Linked DNA regions of Sus scrofa: regions 1 and 3 are each linked to region 2. A link is a contact called in public Hi-C and HiChIP or PLAC-seq data. All regions are on one chromosome and are shown on one strand. The core of a region is the stretch at or near the end of the contact, and the rest is flanking DNA. Distances in the headings are between cores, read along the strand shown.

Region 1 (3,989 bases), core at 1,129-3,628, 920 kb after region 2:
GGGGGAAACTACCAGTGAAAGATTAACATTGCAGCTTTCAGCCTCATTATAATACATTTTCTAATACTAAAAACCTGACAAAGGGGCAACTTCTACTTTAGTCAATTTAACACTCCCCAAGACTCTGAACCCCCCAAGTTCTGAGAGTACAAAGTTTACAGCAGTAAGCAAAAAAAGAAAAAAAAATCAAAGAAATCAGCAGAACAAAAAACCATATGCCTCAATAATCCCAAGTGTGGAGGTCTCCCTTCCCTTTAATTCCAAAGCTAAGGGGCTGCTCTTAATGAAAGGCAGCATAACAACACCAGGCACTGCCCCACTTGTGTCAAGGGACAATACTCACAATAATGGTCAGGCCTTCAGAAGTTCACACTCCTTTCACCTTGAGAAAGGGGCTTTCTTTTGCAAAGATTCGGACACTGTAGCCAATCCCTCCCTGAGGGAATTCGGAGAAGGGGGCCTCTTCTTGAGCAGAGAAAGAAGACTCTTTTAACAAGATTTCTAGACAAACTGAAAGTGGGGCAGGGACATCGGTATCCTACACAGGGCCCAGCTCTCCCACACGGAGTCCACAGGAAATCTCGACAACACTAAGCACTGCTTCCCTGTTCTTCCCTTTATTAGCATGCAGGGAAAGGATCCCTCTGTCTCCACATGGGGAGTGAAACAGTGAAAATGCTCCTGACTTCTACTGACAAAGACTGCATAAAAGATTTTCATTCCTTTTTCAAAAGAAGGGGAGAAAAGAAACCATCTGTGCCACTCTAAATATACAGCAGGAAAGAGTCCTCCCCTCAAAGGTATAGAGTCTTATTTTTCCTGGGAAAGCAAGAGAAAGTAGTTGGAAGATGAGTCTTTGGAAGAGGGGGCCGTGCAGATGAGATAGAAGGAAGCTATTTTGTTGCTAGAACAAGTAGGGAGACAGAGAGGGCATCTCCGACCAGTAGCGAAGAATGGTAGTTTCTGTGGACAAAGGAAAGGCTGGCTTCTGGTAACAGATCTCCCTCTAGGAGTACAGACCTGCTTCCAAAAACATTCTCCTCTCCCCACCGCCACCGCCATTATTCTAATTGAGACCTTCTTTGTTAATTTGGGAAATAAGGTAGGTAAGAGAGAAGGAGTGCCTCTTTCTCTGCCCCAGGTGAAAAGCCTTCTCTCTTGAGAGAAAGTGATGGCGGGGGGCGAGGGGAGGGGAATAGAAGGAGCCTGCATGGAAAAATGTTTCTCTGTGGAAGATACTAGTTACCTTTTTTAAAAAACAAATAAGTAACAGTAATAGCAACAATGTGCCAAAAAGTTACAACGTACTAAGCACACTCACACAAAATTTCCTTTAGCCATTAGGACAATTCTCGGAAAAGAGTACCCAAATTAGAGATGGGGTGACTGAGAAAAGGTGAAGCAATTAGTCAAGGTCACAAAGATGGGAACTGGGAGACACAGGCTGGCATCCATCACACTCCAAACGCAGGGCTCTTCATTGTGCAAGGGAAGAGAGCTCAAGACACACCAAGAGACTCGGGAGCAGAGAAGCGAGGCTCCCTCTGTGGATGGGACTGGGGGAGGGGAGAAAGGCTGACTTCCACCACCACAAAGTAAATTCAGGGTCGTCTTCTCTGTATCTCGGGGTAAAGGCGAAAAATAAGGAGGAAAGGTAGGTCACCCTCTTACAGGGGGTAAAAAAAAAAACCTTCTGTCACTTTTAGGCAAGTTGAGTCTCCTCACCTGGGAGTCGCTGACCAAAAGAGAGATCCCCACCCCACCCCCCTAAAATAAGTTAGGAATCGCCCTCTCGCACACGGGAGCGGATCCCCCTTTGCTGACAAGCGCACTGGAGCAGGAGAAGCACGTTTGCCCACGACAAGGGGCGTCGCCCTCCCGGAGGAGAGAAGTTGGGGGGTCCCTCGCCATATCGAGGTCGAACAGGAGTCTCTCATTCCCCGCGGAGCCATGACTCAGAGAAGCCGTTTTCCTCTCGCAACGCGGGGCCCGGTCTCCTCCCTCTCCCCGGGTCGCTCCGCGTCCTCAGCACAGCTGCGTTCCCTTCAGCGCCCTGAGAAGGCGGGGGGCCCGGGCTCCCTTCAGCCTGCACCGCCCGGCGGAGGGTCGACTCAAGCTGGAGTGGGGCGGGGCGGATATGCCCGAAGCCTTCGCTTCCCCAGCTTCTTACCCTGAGGCCTGCTCCGCGGCCCGCGCTCGCCCCGCCAGCCCAGCCTCTGCAGCCGCAGCCCCGACGCCTCCAAGTCTAACTGAGCCTGCGGAGCCCCGCGAGCCCGGAGGCGCTCCGGCCGCCGCCGCCTCTTCGTCTCTATGGTCCCCCCGCACTTCCTCATCCGGGCCCGGGCCAGCCATGCGGGCTCGCCCAAGTCCCGCCTTCGCACCGCGCGCGCGCGGGCGCGCACTCCTAAGGACGGCTCTTCCTGCGTGGGACCTCCCTCCCTCTGTTAGCTTGTGCCGCCCTCTGCCCCGCCCCTGAGGCCTGGACTGTTAAAGGGAAACACACCTTTTAACTCTGCTCCTGCTGAGCTCAGGGTCAGCGTCTGATTCCACTGTTACCGCCGTGATCCAGTCCCTTTTTCCGGCCCGAATGACTGCAACTCCAGGGCCCTCCCGGCTTCTCCCTTGGCATCCCAAGAGATCATTTTATACTTGGAATCAGTGTTTCAGATCATGCCATTCCCCTACTCCATCTCCTTTAGAGCGTCTTGTTTCGATTTCTTCATAGCTTTAACACAAGCTGAAGCTGCCAGTTCATCTATTTATTGACTCTATTATCTGTCCCTCGCGCCTTAGTTTTGTTCATCAACCTATGCTCAGCACCTAATGCAGTGTCTTGCACAAGCAGACACTCAACAGATATTTGAAGGAAGGAAAAGACTGTTTATTCAAGAGGAAATTGAAAACGTCCAGAGCATACAATTAACTCGCCCCAAGACACAGAACCTTTTGTTAAGCAGAAATCAGTTGCTTCTTGGAGTTATTAACCTGTCTGATTAGAGAGCTAGAGGTTTGCAAGAGGCAATAATTCTACCCCCCCCTTTTTTTTTGCGTTTTAGGGCCACAGCCTTGGCATATGGGGGTTCCCAGGCTAGGGGTCGAATCGGAACTACAGCTGCCTGGCCTATACCACAGCCTCAGCAACGCAGTATCCGAGCCGCTTCATCAGCCCACACTACAGCTCATGGCAACGCCAGATGCTTAACCCATTAGGCAAGGCCAGGGATCGAACCCTCAACCTTATGGTTCCTAGTCGGATTCGTTTCCACTGCACTATGACGGGAACTCCAATCCTCTCTTCTCTGGTCAAAGTGTCTTTGAACCAGTCAACACTTGTATCATTTTATCTGCCATAGTGGCTTTCCAAGCTTTAGTTAGGGCTTGGGGACATACAAAACCAAGTGCCAACGGTATTGTTTACAGGCTGAATCCATATTTCCAGAATATAGGCTACTATAGATGCTGTTAGGATGAACTAACTAGAAGTTCACTTTAAAATATTTCTACGTTTACAGTATCCAAGTCCTCAAGTTCTTTCTCAGGCAACTACATGCCTACAAAAGAGGACCTGATGGAGTTCCCATCGTTGCTCAGCAGAAACAATTCTGACTAGTATCCATGAGGATACAGCTTCCATCCCTGGCCTCACTCAGCGGGTTAAGCATCTGGCATTGCCATGAGCTGTGGTATAGGTCAAAGACATGGCTCAGATCTGGTGCCGCTGTGGCATAGGCCAACGACTCCAGCTCCCATTCAACCCCTAGCCTGGGAACCTCCATATGTTGAGGGTGCATCCCTGAAAAAGACAAAAAAAAAAAAAAAGAGGATCAGAGAAACCCATTATTACTGGTTTGTCTTTTGCCTTAGGCTCTAATATGGCTGCACAGCACCATTACTGATCTTGTCTTTATTTTAAAAAACGTGGATTTTTGTATTAATTCTTATTTTTTAATCAAATTATTGTTTATCTTGCTGAGTTTTCTGGCATCCCA
Region 2 (3,925 bases), core at 1,223-3,722:
CCATGAGCTGTGGTGCAGGTTGCAGACGCGGCTCGGATCCTGCGTTGCTGTGCCTGTGGCATAGGCCGGCGGCTATAGCTCCGATTGGACCCTAGCCTGGGAACCTCCATATGCTGCGGGAGCAGCCCTAGAAAAGGAAAAAAAAAAACAAAAACAAAAAAATCAACAAACAAAACCCCAAAAAACCTCTACTATGTTCCAAGCATTTAGCTAGAGGTATGTGGGTAATAAAGTCAAATGGTCTATCTTCTACCTGCCCCCAAGAAGCATGATGCAACCATGTGGTTGTCTGTAATGCTGAGATGCTGCCTTATACTCACATCCCTGTAGCCCTGACAGAGCAACAGTGCACTGGGCCAGGTGCCCTGCAATGCAAAGCAAGAACATCTTTTCCAAATAAGCTCTTCCTCTGGACTAAGAGATCATAGGCCTTGATGGCCAGGTCCAGCTCTAAAGGGATAAACCCGTAGCCTCCTGAGGGGTACGTTTACGAATAACCCCAGAGTCACCAAACACACCCCGCATGCATTTTATTATTAATAAAGTTATCAATTGTTTATTGGGGATCAGGCCCATGCCAAGTCCCAGGGCAATACAAAGATGAGTTTCAGACTGTTTTAGGGAAGTTGCTTTTGTTAAAACTGTTTTCCATTACCCTATGCCACACTGTCACCATTCTTACCCTTTCAAACATTAAGAGGACACTCAAGGAGTTCCCATCATAGCTCAGTGGTTAACAAATCCAACTAGTAACCATGAGGTTGTGAGTTCGATCCCTGGCCTTGCTCAGTGGGTTACAGATCCAGTGTTGCTGTGAGCTGTGGTGCAGGTCACAGACACAGCTCAGATGCCACATTGCTATGCCTGTGGTATAGGTGGCAGCTGTAGCTCCAATTAGACCCCTAGCCTGGGAACCTCCATATGCCACAGGTGTGGCCCTAAAAAGACAAAAAAAAAAAAGAGAATACTCAAAGTTAACTGGGGTGACTTTACTCTCTGGGTGTATTGGGGGTGGATTCAGTATTTGGTGTTGTTGGGTACTACTGGCACCTAGTGGATGAACGGTCAGGAATGCTGCTGAACATCCTACAACACACTAGACAACCCTCCCCACAACAACACAACTAAGTTATGTGGCTCAAAATGTCAAAATGGTTGTGAAATCCCCACTTTAAAAACTGCCATGATTTGTTTACATATTTGCAACTGTTTCTCAAGATGAGATTTTCTCCCTCATATTTTTGTAGTTCCAATGGCTAGCACATAATGAGTGCTGGGTTAAAAACAAATCAGCATTGGAAACTTTCAAGATGAAGAAACATCATCCCCATCCTCATCCCCTCCTCTCCATGCCACCAATGTGATTTTCCATACAGCAACAAAAACAATTCTTTGAAAAATCGATGTCATTCCCCTTTTAGTTGATTCTTACTGCACAGCAAATAAAATCCAATCTCTTCACTGTGAATAACACGGTTTCTGTCCAACCCCAACTACATTAGATGCCATTCTTCCCTTGGTTTACTATACCCCAACTGTCCTGATATCCCTCCCATTCGGTACACACGGCAAGCCTTTTCTACCTAAGGGCCTTGGCACTTAGTTTCCTCTGTCAGGCTTGTTTGTGACCGTTTTCTTTGGTTATTTACTTTAGTGGCTACCTTCCCTACTAGAAAGTGAGCTTGGGAAATGTAGGGACTACATCTGGTTATGCCTCATCCCCAACGTCCAGAAAAAGGCCTGATTCAACAGAAAAGGGAGTAACAAGTTTTTAAAATGATAAACTCAACATAGTGATGAGCTCTGCGCTATGTTCATCACTTTTTCAGTAAACAGTTGTCCTCCGGTTCGGCCTGCTCTGGGATGCATCTTTACTTGGTAACCTCAGCTCTCTTTCACAGCTCTACTGCAGGCTTCTTTCCCGGATTTCACCGAACGAGTAATGCTGTCCTCGCCCATCCTCGGACCCTTTCTGGCTGCTGTCTTCTACCGCGTTGATCAGCCACCTCTGCACCCACAAGGGGCCAAGGCCGGGGAAAGGCGCAGTTCCCGGGCTATATCGCTCCCGTCTCCTACCTCCTGGGTCACCCCTGTGTCCCCACCCCTGCTTCTCGCACATCACCTTCTTCTTCTCCAGGCCGCCCATGGCTCCACGCTGAAAGGTCTACCAGTGCCGAGCGGACAGGTAGCGCCACTTCCTCCCGCATGTGCGCGGTACAGGGCCCCGAGGCCCTCCACGCCGCCTGCCTGTGAGGGCTGCCCAAGGAAGTGCCTGAGCAAGTCTAGGGAAAAAAGGGACTTTTCTCTTTTATATTTACAACTAAACTCCATGAAAAAAATCACTAAGACCGCTCTTCTGGATCTTTCCCATTTATTGCCTAATACAGACATATTTAATGTTTGATTGAAGGCGGATATTCAGGCATTTCTATAGTCATCCTGATGACGAACGCTTGCCGTTTCAGCCCCGTTGCATTTTGGGATGGAAGGCGGCGGAAGGCCTAGAGGCAGCGCAGCGCCTTCTGGGATGCATAGGGGAGTCTCTCTTCTGGGAGCAGCGGCAAGAATTGCGTTGTCATAGTAACAGTAGGCGTCGAAACTTGTCTTGCCTGAGAAGCCACCTCGGAGGTAAGTGGAGCGACTTTCGCTTCTCCTGTGGCCATTGGTTTTTCCTTTGGTTAGTTCGCTATTATCGGTGTAAATAAAGCAAAAGCAAACTTTTTCCTCTCAGAGGTAGAGAGACCCAAGAGGCCACTTAAACTTTCTGAGCCTTAGGAGAGAGTTGAAAAATGACGAAAGCACAGTTGGAACTGGTGCTATATTTTAAATGTACATTTAACATGTTTTAGTTTTTAATATGTATATACAAATTCCGTATTGTGTTCTTTAAAGGGTAATTACAAGATTTATACAAATATTCACACGAGTGTGATGTGGTCTGGGGAGTAGATGAAATTTGCAAAGTTAGATGTTTTCTTCCTTCAGGCCGCTAAACTCCATTTGGAGATTGCCTCAAAATTTTAAATTTGAAGAGTTCCCATTGTGGCGCAGCGGAAACGAATCCTAGTAGTATCCATGAGGATGCGGTTTCGATCCTGGACTCGCTCAGTGGGTCAGGGATCCAGCGTTGCGTCATGCTGTGGTGTAGGTCGCAGACCCGGCTCGGATCCTGCATTGCTGTGGCTGTGGTGTAGGCGGGCAGATGTGGCTCGATTCTTTCCCCAGCTGGGGAACTTCCATATGCAGCACATACAGCCCTAAAATGCAAAAAATAAAAAAATTAAAATTTGAGGCCCTTGTGAATGTGACCTGACCTAAAGTCATGGTCATTAACTCACCCTTTAGAGGTAAATACAGATATCAAGCACTGACCAATACTTGTTTTGAAAAATGTGTGTTTTATTATGTACTTTCCATGATAGCTAAAATAAAAACTTAATGATTCAGAGTTCCCTCTGGCGCATTGGGAGGCTGGGATGCAGGTTTGATCCCCAGCCCGTCATGGTGGGTTGAGGCTTCCGAGTCGCTGCAGTTGCAGCATAGGTCTCAACTGCAGCTTGGATCACTGATCCCTGGCCGGGAACTCCACAAACCATAGGGTGGCCAAAAAAAAAAAAAAAAAGAAAAGAAAAAAAGCCTAGTGCCTCTACAAACAACGAAAAATGAAATATAATGAAAAATGGGTAGGGGAAGGTGAGCTAGCAAAGACTTTGAAGGAACTTGACAGAGCGGTGTGAGGAAAAGCAGGGTCATGTGGTTCTCACAGCAAAAGACTAAGGTGTGTTTCAGAAAGGCTCTGAGAACAAAAGGAATGGGGCTGGCAAAGAGAAAGGAGAAAGAGACTGTCCAGGCCAGAGGCAAAAGTTTGGGGCATTTGGGAGCATGTAGGGTGTGACTGTGTAGGAGGAGAAGGATGGACCTGAGA
Region 3 (3,879 bases), core at 135-2,634, 710 kb after region 2:
TCGTTAACCACTGTGCCACGACGGGAACTCCTACAGTGTTAATTAAGACTTTGAAAACCACTAAATTACTTTAAAAATAGTTGGTCACATAACTTCAGCAAATAGTCCTGCCTAAAAGATTGGCTCCCGTGTCCTGCTTAAGTGGAACTTATATTAAACACGTTTTTACAAAATTTACCATAGGTAGAAAATAGAGCAAAAATGCAAACTACCTGTAATTTCAGTCCCGAGAAACCCAACAATGGTTATTTTTCCTCCTGTTTTGTTTTGGTTTGGTTTGGGGTCTTTCTGGCTGCACCCGCGGCCCACGGAAGTTCCTGGGGCAGGGATGGAAACCAAGTCACATGCCAAATCCCAAGCACTAGACCACCAGGGAACTCCTTTCCTCCCGTTTATAACGTAAAAATTTTCAAGCATTTAAACACATAATGCCAGGAGTTCCCATCGTGGCTCAGTGGTTAACGAATCTGACCAGGAAAGATGAGGTTGCGGCTTCAATTCCTGGCTGCGCTCAGTGGGTTAAGGATCCAGCGTTGCCGTGAGCTGTGGTGTAGGTTGCAGACGCGGCTCGGATCTGGCGTTGCTGTGGCTCTGGAGTAGGCTGGCGGCTACAGCTCCGATTAGACCCCTAGCCTGGGCACCTCCATATGCCGCAGTAGCGGCCCTAGAAAAGGCAAAAAGACAAATAAGCAAAAAAACATAATGCCAGCCTTTGCGTTCTCCACCAGAAATCTCAAGTGCTTTCCAAAGCGCAGGAGAAAAAGGATATAAAACTATCTTACCTACCGTTTCCCACCCCTATTTTTAAAACATCAGAGTGGGCCCAATTATAAAAAAATAACTATTACTAACAATTAATGCTCGTTAATTACATTTTAAAAGGAAGGTTAAGATAGCAGCCTGGGATAATTTAATTCAGGGACTGCGAAACCTCGCGCCCGCACCCACTTAGTCCAGATTGACAACATTCGTGGCCCACGCAGGCGCGCAACCTATGCCTCGGGGACCGGCTCGTGCTGCCTGGGAACCATGGAGAACCAAAAGCCAGATAGGCAGGAGCCTAGAGGTGCGGGCTGGAGGACTTCAGCCCGGAGCCTCGTTCCTAGTGCTTGCCTCACGAAGCTTAACTAGGGGATCGGCTTCGAAACAGCTCCCACTCCTGGCGTCTGAGAGTAGCAGTAGGAGGCTGAGCTCTGTGTGAAGCGAGTGGGCCTCGGAGGTAGAGCGCCCTCCGTGGGGCGAGCCAGACAAAGCGTCGGTCGGCCCACCTCAAGGGAAATTCACAGTGCGGACTCTCCCTCGCTGCCAGAGGGGGGCGTGACCCTGCCGCACTGACGCTGCGTGAACTCCCCGGGACCCGGCCGGGCGTCCCTTACGCACGCCGCGTCGCCGTGGAGACGGGGGCGGGGCCGGCGCGGACCTGCGTGCAGAGGCGCGGGAACCTCAGAGGCTGGTTTGGGCTGCGCCAGCGGGCCGGGTCCGCTTCGTGTTTACCAAAACTTCGGGGCGCGAGGCGGGAGGCTAGGCTTCCCCAGGCGCGAGGCCGGGTTCGATAGTCCCCAGCCTCTCAGTGGCTTGGACCCTCCAGCCGGAGCCCAGCGGCGAGCGCGCGATCTTCCGAGTCCGGCCAGGTGAGTCCTGTGGGAGCCTCCGCTTCCTCCTCCTGTAGAAGTGCAGGTGATGCTTCCAGCCCACGGGGCTGAGGTCTGGGGATGGAAAAGAGGTGGAAAGAGAGCACCGGGCGGCGCCAGGAGCCCTCGCTTCTCGCGGGGCGTGGCGTTCTTCCGCGGGGCTCGTGCGCGACGAGCTGGGAGCCCGTGCCGCATCCGTGCAAGGCTCATTTGCGTGAGCGGATACGAATTGAGGGTTTCTTGATCTCTGCTGCGTGACCAAGTGAGGGGCAAGGGTATGTAGACCTCAGGGGCCATACCTGAGCTTCGAGGGCCAATTGGGCAAAAACATTCAGTGGGAGATTAGTGCTCGGTTTTGTTTGTTTGTTTGTTTGTTTGATGAGAGGCCATTCAGGTTTTTTGTAAACCTCTGGGTTATGGTAAATTTTGTTGAGTGAATGCTGTTAGGGAGTGAGTACCAGTCCCAGCTGTACCACTTAGCTGATGACTTTGGGCACCTCGTTTATAAAATGAAGATGATTATAGAATGAAAAGTAGGGTGGTTGTATTGAAGCAGGTAAAATGAAAAGTGGTTAGTACTCTGCCTGGCACAGAGTACCCACTCCATGAATGCTTTTTTTTTTTTTTTTTTTTTTGGTCTTTTTTTTAGTGCTGAACCTCTGGCATATGGAGGTTCCCAGGCTAGGGGTGTAATCGGAGCTATAGCTACTGGCCTGTCTGTGACCTACACCACAGCTCACTGCAACGCGGGGTCCTTAACCCACTGAGGCCAGGAATGGAACTCACAACCTCATGGTTCTTCGTCCGATTTGTTTCCCCTGGCCAGGGCGGGAACTCCCATGAACGCTATTCTAAATCTAGTCTGTACATTCTAGGTGCTGTGGTATCCACCTAAGGGCCATGGAGGTATCAGGCTTGGAGGTGTCATGGAAGACTTCCTGAGGGAAGTAGTTGAAATTTATTCTGGGACATAGAATATAGATTTAGGTATTTCCATGCTTTTCTTTAGTAAGATTATTCATTTCTCATTGATAGAAGCTGAAGAATATTGTAGGAACTTAAAATACTTTTACATTTATGATTTTCAAGTTAGCATATGTATTTAAGAATTATATTAGGATTTCCCGTCGTGGCGCAGTGGTTAACGAATCCGACTAGGAACCATGAGGTTGCGGATTCGGTCCCTGCCCTTGCTCAGTGGGTTAACGATCCGGCGTTGCCGTGAGCTGTGGTGTAGGTTGCAGACACGGCTCGGATCCCGCGTTGCTGTGCCTCTGGTGTAGGCCGGTGGCTACAGCTCCGATTCAACCCCTAGCCTGGGAACCTCCATATGCCGCGGGAGCGGCCCAAGAAATAGCAACAACAACAACAAAAAGACAAAAGACAAAAAAAAAAAAAAAAAAGAAAGAATTATATTAAGGAGTTTCCGTAGTGGCTCAATGGTTAACGAATCCGACTAGGAATGATGAGGTTTCGGGTTTGATCCCTGGCCTTGCTCAGTGGGTTAAGGATTCGGCGTTGCAGTGAGCTGTGGTGTAGGTTGCAGATGCGGCTCGGATCCCTTGTTGCTGTGGCTCTGCTGTAGGCCGGTGGCTATATCTCCAATTAGACCCCTAGCCTGGGAACCTCCATGTGCCGCAGGAGCGGCCCTAGCAAAGGCAAAAAGACAAAAAAAAAAAAAAAAAAGAAAAGAAAAAAATTAAAAGCTTATAAGAAAAAGTGGTTTGCATTCCTTTGGCTGTTTGTCCTGATGATATTTGTAAATTGGAATCAAATAACTTTATAAGTAATATTTTTAGATTTGTTAAGTTTACACCTGAAATGTTGACTGTTATTCATGGGAGGTAAGTACTTGGCTCACAGTTTTTCTTCCTCCATCTCACCTTCGTGGTTGTATGGTAATTTATTGTGATTTTTTTCTTTTTTCTTTTTAGGGCTGCACCCGCAGCATATGGAATAAGTTCCCAGGCTAGGGGTCAAATCAGAGCTGGCCTATGCCACAGCCACGGCAATGCCAGATCTGAGCCGGATTCTGGGCATATACCAAAGCTTGCTGCAACTGTGGATCCTTAACCCACTGAGCAAGGCCAGGAATCGAACCTGCATTCTCTTGGAGGATACTAGTTGTGTTCTTAGCTTGCTGAGCCACAACAGGAACTCTGGTAATTTATTGTTAATAGTCACTGTATATACTATATAACTTATATTCACCCCTGAACTGAGTACTGCAACTCTTCCTTTCTTGTAC

Evidence for each region. A called contact is a pair of places that touch in the nucleus more often than the background predicts. HiChIP or PLAC-seq counts read pairs in DNA pulled down with a chosen protein or histone mark.
Region 1: a contact with region 2 is called in an H3K27ac HiChIP or PLAC-seq map of alveolar macrophages. The contact joins the promoter of PRR14L here to the promoter of TCN2 in region 2. A contact is called at or near these places in 1 of 5 promoter capture datasets (liver) and 1 of 2 datasets of contacts at active chromatin or transcription factors (alveolar macrophages).
Region 3: a Hi-C map of heart right ventricle shows a contact between it and region 2, with 8 times the contacts expected there. The contact joins the promoter of SFI1 here to the promoter of TCN2 in region 2. A contact is called at or near these places in 1 of 5 promoter capture datasets (liver) and 1 of 47 Hi-C or Micro-C datasets (heart right ventricle).

The regions. Positions count from the first base shown.
Region 1 is chr14:48,415,862-48,419,850 of Sscrofa11.1, forward strand. It overlaps PRR14L (protein PRR14L), which reads right to left and starts at 2,379. Exons shown (of 8, transcript XM_021073914.1): 1 at 2,171-2,379.
Region 2 is chr14:47,493,773-47,497,697 of Sscrofa11.1, forward strand. It overlaps TCN2 (transcobalamin 2), which reads left to right and starts at 2,473. Exons shown (of 11, transcript NM_001244436.1): 1 at 2,473-2,628. It overlaps PES1 (pescadillo ribosomal biogenesis factor 1), which reads right to left and starts at 2,211. Exons shown (of 16, transcript NM_001244432.1): 1 at 2,123-2,211. The coding sequence starts at 2,146.
Region 3 is chr14:48,209,155-48,213,033 of Sscrofa11.1, forward strand. SFI1 (protein SFI1 homolog) reads left to right here and starts at 1,385. Exons shown (of 33, transcript XM_005670867.3): 1 at 1,385-1,631.